Linked DNA regions of Sus scrofa: region 2 is linked to region 1. Evidence: chromatin contacts called from public HiChIP or PLAC-seq data. All regions are on one chromosome and are shown on one strand. Each heading gives the region's core, a stretch centred on a gene start, on an enhancer-like site or on the middle of the called end of the contact. The rest is flanking DNA. Distances are from core to core; before and after follow the strand shown.

What was found. HiChIP or PLAC-seq counts read pairs in DNA pulled down with a chosen protein or histone mark.
Region 2: an H3K27ac HiChIP or PLAC-seq map of alveolar macrophages shows a contact between it and region 1. The contact joins two enhancer-like sites. A contact is called at or near these places in 1 of 47 Hi-C or Micro-C datasets (epiblast stem cells) and 1 of 2 datasets of contacts at active chromatin or transcription factors (alveolar macrophages).

What each region holds. Positions count from the first base shown.
Region 1 is chr2:98,211,332-98,215,381 of Sscrofa11.1, reverse strand. It overlaps ADGRV1 (G-protein coupled receptor 98), which reads right to left. Exons shown (of 91, transcript XM_021085372.1): 88 at 1,741-1,862. Among named protein-coding and RNA genes, the nearest start is that of ARRDC3, 230 kb to the left of the region's middle. Within about 2 kb of position 2,106, at least 8 of the 83 cell types and tissues checked have an H3K27ac peak or open chromatin away from gene starts, as enhancers often do. A contact at or near this core is called in alveolar macrophages, where this site is marked.
Region 2 is chr2:98,514,374-98,518,540 of Sscrofa11.1, reverse strand. No RefSeq gene overlaps it. Among named protein-coding and RNA genes, the nearest start is that of ARRDC3, 72 kb to the right of the region's middle. Within about 2 kb of position 1,935, at least 2 of the 83 cell types and tissues checked have an H3K27ac peak or open chromatin away from gene starts, as enhancers often do. A contact at or near this core is called in alveolar macrophages, where this site is marked.

The sequences.
Region 1 (4,050 bases), core at 857-3,356:
TTTCTAGTTTTTTTATACCAATATCATGCCCTAATGATGACTGCCTTATCAAACTAACCACTTCTTTCACAATTTTTCTAAAATGCATGAACAAAATAGTATACTTCCTAGTATCAGTTTTTAGGTCACAATTATTAAGATGTGAAAAAAGAGGCATTCCTGTTGTGGCTCAGGGGTAACAAATCCAACTTGCTTCCCTGAGGACATGGGTTTGAATCCTGGCCCTGCTCAGTGGGTTACAGATCTGGTGTTTCCATGAGCTGTGGCATAGGTCACAGACATAGTTCAGATTCAGTGTTGCTGTGGCTGTGGCATAGGCCAGCAGCTGCAGCTCCAATTGGACCCCTAGCCTGGGAACTTCCATATGCCACAGGTGCAGCCCTAAATCGGCAGATATTTTAAAACCCTGTTCTGTGTACCACTGCGTGTCCACCAAATAAAATCCATCTGTAGGATGTCAGTGGAGACTTTGGTGTTAGTTCCACTAGGCCTAGAGATTCAAAGTTGACCAAGACAGGCCTCAGAGCTGAATGGTTCACTTTTGGGGCTCAGCTCAAATACCAGGACAGGCAGGAGTAAACAGGTTCTTCACTCTGCTCACTTAATACTTTCCTTACCAGCGCCTGCCACAGTGTACCCTTACACTGCCACAGTGTACCCAAGCTACTTGTTTGCTTGCTCTTTGAAGCATCAGCTCCTAGAGGGGCAGGGCTGTCATCTTCATCCTGTAGTCATGGCAGCACTGGCACACTGCCCTAGGAGCAGGGACCCAAACATAACTCATTATTGAGAGATGTCTCTATATCAACTTATAACAACTTGATTTCAAACTTTTAAGCTTCTTTCTTTGCCTCCCAAAATTGATATTATGCCTTGATTAGGCACTATGCTGTTAGATACAATCTCATTAATGACTCTGTCTCCTAAGAAGCAAAGTTAAATGTGTTTTGAGTCGTATTTCAGTTATGAGCTATAGCCCTCATATGTTTTTATACAGAGGTTTCTTGCAAGATGGTGGTCCAAACCAGGGCTGTTTAGGGATACCTTTGGCAAAGTCAGGAAATTGTTTTAGTCTAGGACAGCTCTTTTCACTCTGGAAAATAAGAAAAGTGAGTTCATTTGTTCCATGTGCTAATTTCAGGGTGCAAGTTTTTTCCATTTAACAAAAGGACTAAAAAAGTCAGCTTTAATTTTTGCTACAGTTATATAATTCCTAGTTATGCTACCCAAACATGCTCACAAAGCTATTTTAAACTAGGCATTGCCAGACTTGAAGGGTGTCAATCATTTTTCAGTGAACCAAAACACTAAGCACCAGACTTAAGGAATTGCTTGACCATCATTGTTATTTTTCTCCTCTGGAGCTGATCTAATTTCTAGACACAGTCCCAGTCCAAATATGTGCATATGCCCTGGATGGTTGCCATCTGCAAAGTTTATAAACATCAATTCTGTTGAAAAAGAAACATGTTTTTGTAGTTACTTAGGTGTTGTCAAAATGAAGGAGAATAAATATTTTATGTCTTCCCTATCTGTATAACCAGTAAGGTAGAAGCACAGCCATATTTCAAGCATTAACAACTTTTAACATAATCTTTATCCTTTTATTCCACAACGCTGTACACTGTTTTTGAAAGTGAGAATTCACCTACATGTAGACGCTTGATTCCTTTACGTTGAAACTCCATGCCTTGTGTTCATTAGGATACACATGTGCTGTAACCAAACAGTAAGGCTTACCTGCAGACTGTTGAAAATGACAAAGAGGACCAGCATCCAGAAGTGTCTGTAAGCCATGTGCAGGCCTCCCCAAAGCCATGTCATCGAAATGAGGGCAAAGAGATACAAAACCAGTGGAATTTCTAGACACCATTTAAAAAAAGAAGGAAGAAAAAAAGATTTTTTGAACTTCAGAATACTGCATAATCATACAGATACAAAAAATTATTTTTAGCTCCTTTCTGGAGATACTTTCTGCACCTAAGTACCCATTTTGAAAGAACAACCTTGGAAATCCCATTCTTACGCCAGAGAACAGAAGGCGCATTGCTGAGTCCACATTCCTTCTGTTTTGCTGGTAGGTAGGGGGATGGAGAAGGATGAGAACTGTTCCTCTCCTAGACTACCACCTGCTGGACAGTTCAGGAAGTGCCATGAACAACTGCAGAGATGGCAATCACATTTCAATCCTGGGGAAAACTGAGGATATAAATCTCCTTAATAGAAGATCTCTACTAGAAAACAGTAGGCACAGTGTGTTCCCAACATTACTGTAGTCCAGTTCAACATTTTAAAACATTAATGACAAAACGGGTTTGTATATAATGGAAAAATATGTATTTATCTCTTTTTTTTTTTCCTGAGTAGACACCAAATTTTACAGCTACGGTTAAGAGCAAAGATGAAGTAACGGATTACTACTGTCAACACCAAGCCTCTTCTATGCCTTATTTTATCATGCAATTTGTTGTAACAGTTTCCAGAACAGATTTCTTCAGGGCCAAAAGACTTCGTTACCCTTTCTACTTCCTTTTGATATTTGGGATTCACAGCAAAAATTTTAAAGAGGGGTTATTTAAATGGCAAGCTACATAATATCTGGAGAGTGAATTAGATCTTAGTAGCTACAAATAAACACATTTTCAAGCTACAGAAAGACATCAGGATGGAATCACTAACTCTTATGACAAACTTCAAGGTCCCTACACACTCTCCATTATCGATTAATGCCTAAAATATACATGCCCTGTGGAAATTTGAAGTTATTTACAACTTTATCAAATTTAACATTTTATTTTGAAACAATCTCAAACTTGCAGAAGAGTTGCATGTATGACAACAAAGTTATTTTTTTTTCCTGAACCATTTGAAAGTTGCCAACCTGATCCCCCATACCCTTTAAACATTGTAATATGCATTTTCTACTAAGATATTCTCCCACATAAACACAATACAACCATCAAATCAGAAAATAAACACATGTTATGACCATCCTCAGATCCTATTCATGATCTGTCAATCATTCCAATGATTTCCTCTGTAGAAGAATCCAGTTGGCATTCTCTACAGTCTGCTTTAATCCAAAACACTTCCTTTGAGTGTCCTTGGCTTTCATGACTCTGGCATTTTTGAAGGTTACCAGCCAGTTTGTCTTGTAGAATATCCTTAAATTTGAGTTTGATCTTTTCTCATGCTTTACATGACAAATTTTGCCAGAAATCACAGAAATGATGCCGAGTTCATTCTTTTTACATCTTTCTAGTGGTTGGCACAAGAATTCAATTTGCCCCATTACCAGGGATATTCATTTTTGGTCATTTTGATTAAGGTAGTGGCTGTATGAATTCTCCACTGCAAAGTCAGTCTTTTACCATTGTAATGAATATGTACCTTGTATGGCATTACTTTGAAACTAGGTAAACATCCTTTCACTTATCAAATATTTGACTTATTCATTTATTTCTATAATAAGACTCAGAGACTCTTACTGTATAATGGGTTATCTATTACCACTATTTATTTTGTTTTTTTGTTTTTTGGCTGTCCTGTGGCTTATGGAGTTCCAAAGGGCCAGGGATCAAATCTGAGCTGGATTTGCAACCTACGCCACAGCTGTGGCAATGCTGGATACTTAACCCACTGCACTGGGCCAGGAATCGAACCCACATCCCTGCTGCTGCAGAGACACCATAGTTCCCATTGTGCCATAGCAGGAACTCCACTACATCTATTTTGATGTACATGATATCCTAAGTCTGATTAGTAGAAGCCCCTTCAAGAAGGTTTCTGTCACTTCTGTTACATCCTCATCATTCTATGAGCACTTTCTTGCTTTCTGGCCCAACGAGATGTTTCAATCTCATCTTGTACTTTCCCTGCCCTGGTTTTGGTATCCTTTAGGATAGAATGGTGTTAAAAGCCAAGATCTGGGGCTGCTGGGTATGGTCACTGTTCTTGGGGTGCTGCTGCTCCTAAGTTTTCTGAATGGACAGAGCTAGAGAAGACATAGCTGTACACATGTGCACACAAACATTTACACATGTAATTCTC
Region 2 (4,167 bases), core at 686-3,185, 300 kb before region 1:
ACAACATATTATCCAAAGGCAGGAGAATTGTGAAGTTATTAATAACTACGGTTAAACACACAGAGACACCTACACACAGACACATAGGAAAATAAATGTCCTTCTGTGAAGGGAAGAGATAAATCAAGCAATGTGTATTTTTAAAAGCTGAAAGAATCAACAAAATAACATAGGATGAGCAGAGAGGAAAAAAATAAAGGATTTGGTATAAATCTAATTAGTCATATCAACAGAGAGAGGGTGCAGGTTGGTTTTGGTAAACACTGGGTGGTTTCGGAGCGTAACAAGGCACTGAGGTACTGTACTAATCACATTTGTTCTACACTGACCTTATAATAATTAAAAATTGATGCTTGAAACATAATACAGCTGTGCAATCATATTTAAACCTAATCATTTCATAGAGAGAGGAAAGTTGTACAAAAAGGTCAAAAACACTTTAATTTCATGATAGTAAATTTACTCTTTATTCCCAAAGTGAAAATGTCTAATTTCTAAAAGAGCAAACCAATAATTACTTATTATAAAGCTATTTTAGTCAATACTTAATTTCTCTATATTGATTAGTGTTTAGACATTTAAAATGTACCCTACAGCAAGAATATGTGTTTACAATACTATTCTCCCTACTGATGTTTGTAAGTATTACATGTATTGATCAAAGACATGTCTCAAAAATGCCAAACATAATAGTAATCATATAAAAAAAGAGTCTGACTCTCTTAAATCTGGAATTTAATTTTTAAATATTTGAATACTAGTGTGGTTAAAGGTCTCTATCATGATGGCTATTTGTGCATTATATACTTTAACGATGAGTGTTCGATTAAACTGTGCATTTTAAGTTCCACCCCCCTCCCAAAAGTAATAGAAAGAGATAATATAAAAATGATCAACTCTACCACTCACAACTGGAACAAAATGTTTCTTTTTATGTACTTCTGATTGTAAAATAAAGACTAGGATATTATTTCCCCCTTAACTTGCATTCTGCGTAACTTAGAGCTCCTTGCAATAAAACGAAATGATGCTTCATCAGGATGTTACTGGGAGTACCAAGGCAATTTACAAAGTTTCAATCATTAAGTCTGAGAACATCACTGTGAGGCAGGTATTAATATAACACTTCTCTCCTGAGGAGTTCGATGCACTTTACATAACTTGACTTTATTAACTCTTCCTTGAGCTGGGCAAAAAGGCTAAGATGTCTAACCATGTACCCCACTCACAATGCATGTAATAAAAACAGAAAAGATTATATATAGCCATATATTTTAAACTTGATTTTGCTTCTCATCTGAAATGATGACTAAAGATAAGAGCAATTGGCTGACCCAATACATTTGGCTTTTGTTATTATTGATTTTAAGCAGGTTTCAATTTCGTAAATTTGAAGTCAGAATTAAACACATAAAATATTTTTAATCCCATTAATTCATAAGCAATAATTGTTTCTAGAGATGGAAAATACATGAGTAACAATCAACTTTTCCCTTAATATACTAAAAACTACAAAAGCAGATTATGATCATAGGGCCAGGCATCACAACATTTTAAGTAAATCTATGCATTTCTTAGCAAGAGGGCAACTAAGTACACATGGAGACAGAAGGCAAATATAAAGTTCAGGACATAGAAACACTAATAATATCTAGCAGTGCTCACCAAATGTCAACCATTATTTTAAGAAAACTACATGGATTAACTCATTTAATCCTTGTGACAACTCTATGAGATGAGCGATATTATCCCCCATTTTATAGATGAGAAAACTGAGGCTCAGAAAGCTGAGCTTGCCCTAGGTCACTAAGCTACTAAGTGGCAGAGCTGGGATACAACCCAGGAAATATGATTGTAGAGTCATGTACTCAGCCAATGTTCTAGAAAGGAAGAAAAGCTGTCCTCAGCTGACCTAATCCATGGCATACCCCATCATAGTTTCAAGTCCATAATCTTTCTCCACTTCAATTGCAACATTTTCCTGCCTGCGTCAAGCTCACAATTACTGCAGAACAGCTGCTCAAGTTTGTGTACTGTGCTTTCAAATATGACACCAGTATTTAAAAAATGATCAAGGGAAGGTAGTATAGTATAGCTAGGAGTACAGATCTGGGTGTCAAACAGAATTTAAGAGGCTACCACTAGGCAAGCTACTTCTACCCAAGCTTCATAAAAATAGAGATACTTGAACTTTCCTTCTGGCACTGCAGTTAAAATTATACAGGCTAATGCTAGTGTTTAATACAGAGCCTCACTCAATAAGTGCTTGCTATTATTGTAAGTTAACATAAATTATTTGAGCCATTCTCAAAACTCTGCAATTCAGAATTAACACTGGATTTAGCACATCACAATACTGGTGGCAAATTACACTGAATCAATTCTTTTGTCAAATATATATTCTAGGCATTATGCATGATCTTATTTTATCCTCAGAACAAACCTAGAATTGAAGTGTGGATATGTCCAATTTAGATAGGAAAGAAGCTTAGAGATTTTACTTGTCCACTATCCCACCAAGAGTAACTAGATGATTAATCAGTTAGCTAGCTATATCTGATACACCAGAATGAAAACCAATAAGTGGAAAAGTTATTTGAAAAACTCTCCCTTCTCAAAATTGTGGAAGTGAAAAGTTCCTGGGCTAAATTCACCTGGTTTAACTTTCGCTGTACTTAGAGCAAGGTTACACCCAAAGAGAATAGTTAGAATAGAGATGCTAAAGAGGAAAATTACTGCCCCCAAAATATATCCTTCATGTACAGCATAGGACAGGTGCTTCAGCTACCTCTACCAAAGCCACTGAGACAAACAACAAGGGCTGAGGTTAGGGCAGGAGCTATTAGAGAGGACAGTCCAGAGCAGAAGCAGATAAGAACTCTGCACTCAGGGCTGGGGCTCCTGCCAGAGAGAGGCAAGACTGTGGTTCTACAAAGCACATTTGCCTCAAATTTGCCTTATCTGTACCCAAATATCCTATAGAGATCAGTGTCTGTTCTAGTCAGAGAAACCTGAAGAAAAATAGAAAATACATTATATTAGTCTTCTGCTGACCTACTCTGTGAATCTTGACCTACTGCTATTCTCTAAGTTGGAAATGCCTTAGTTATACAAAATAAAAATACCTCCTGCTGAAATAGGACACTATTTCCTCTTTCTTTCATAATGCAAGTGAAAAGTTTTTGTCATTTGCATAATATCCACCATACATAGAAAGAAAATTATTTTATCATTCTCACTTAAAGAACATGATTCAGAACTGGCTGCAATACATACTTCATTTCACAATGACTGAAAAAAAGCTTTAAATGAAAGAACAGAATTTCCTATTGCACTGGCCAACATACAGGCTAAGAAGAAGGATGTGGCAGATATAAAGTAATCAGATATAAAAAGAGACATGAGCTCAATGATAAGAATTTTTACACAAGTGTGGAAAGAATTGGAAAACAATTGACCCACATGTGAACAAGATATATAATTGAAAATATATTTATATTATCTCAGTAACATATAAGAACTTGCATTCCATTATCAATTAGCAGGCTGAGAACCTACTCTATTTCTTCCATGTTTAGAATACATGACCTCTCTGGATAACTTATTCTGGATTTTAACAATTGTTATATAAAGGGAAGGCTTTTTAATCTAACTTTCAATCACTCATATAATATGTTTGAAACACCTAGAATGATGCAAATCACACACGTTACTCCATAAACCTTTGTTGATGAGATGGTGATTTCAGTCTATGTCCCTTTCTCTGACCTTAGCGGAGGGAGACAGGAGAAATGCTGAGACAGAAACATTGGCCACAGGGTTAGAGATGAGAGCAAGCTGATAAGGGACAAACTGCAGAGAAAAACTGAGGAATAAAACTATGTGAAATGACTCACTGTGCCTGAGGACAGTGTGATCTATTTCAGAAGACAGCCAGCCACCGTCAGAATGTGAACTGTAAAACAGAACCAGCTAAAGCAGGCACTTGGAAAACCCACTGCTTCCCTGCTTCCCTGCTTCCCTGTTTCCCTACTCAAGTTCATTCAAAAACTCCCAAATCCATCCATCTCTCTTTCTAGCCTGACTTCTCCAAGAGTTCCAGTTCCATTCATATAACTGATTGTAATAACTGCATTGGGTTGTAAGATGGAATGTTCTTTCTCCATG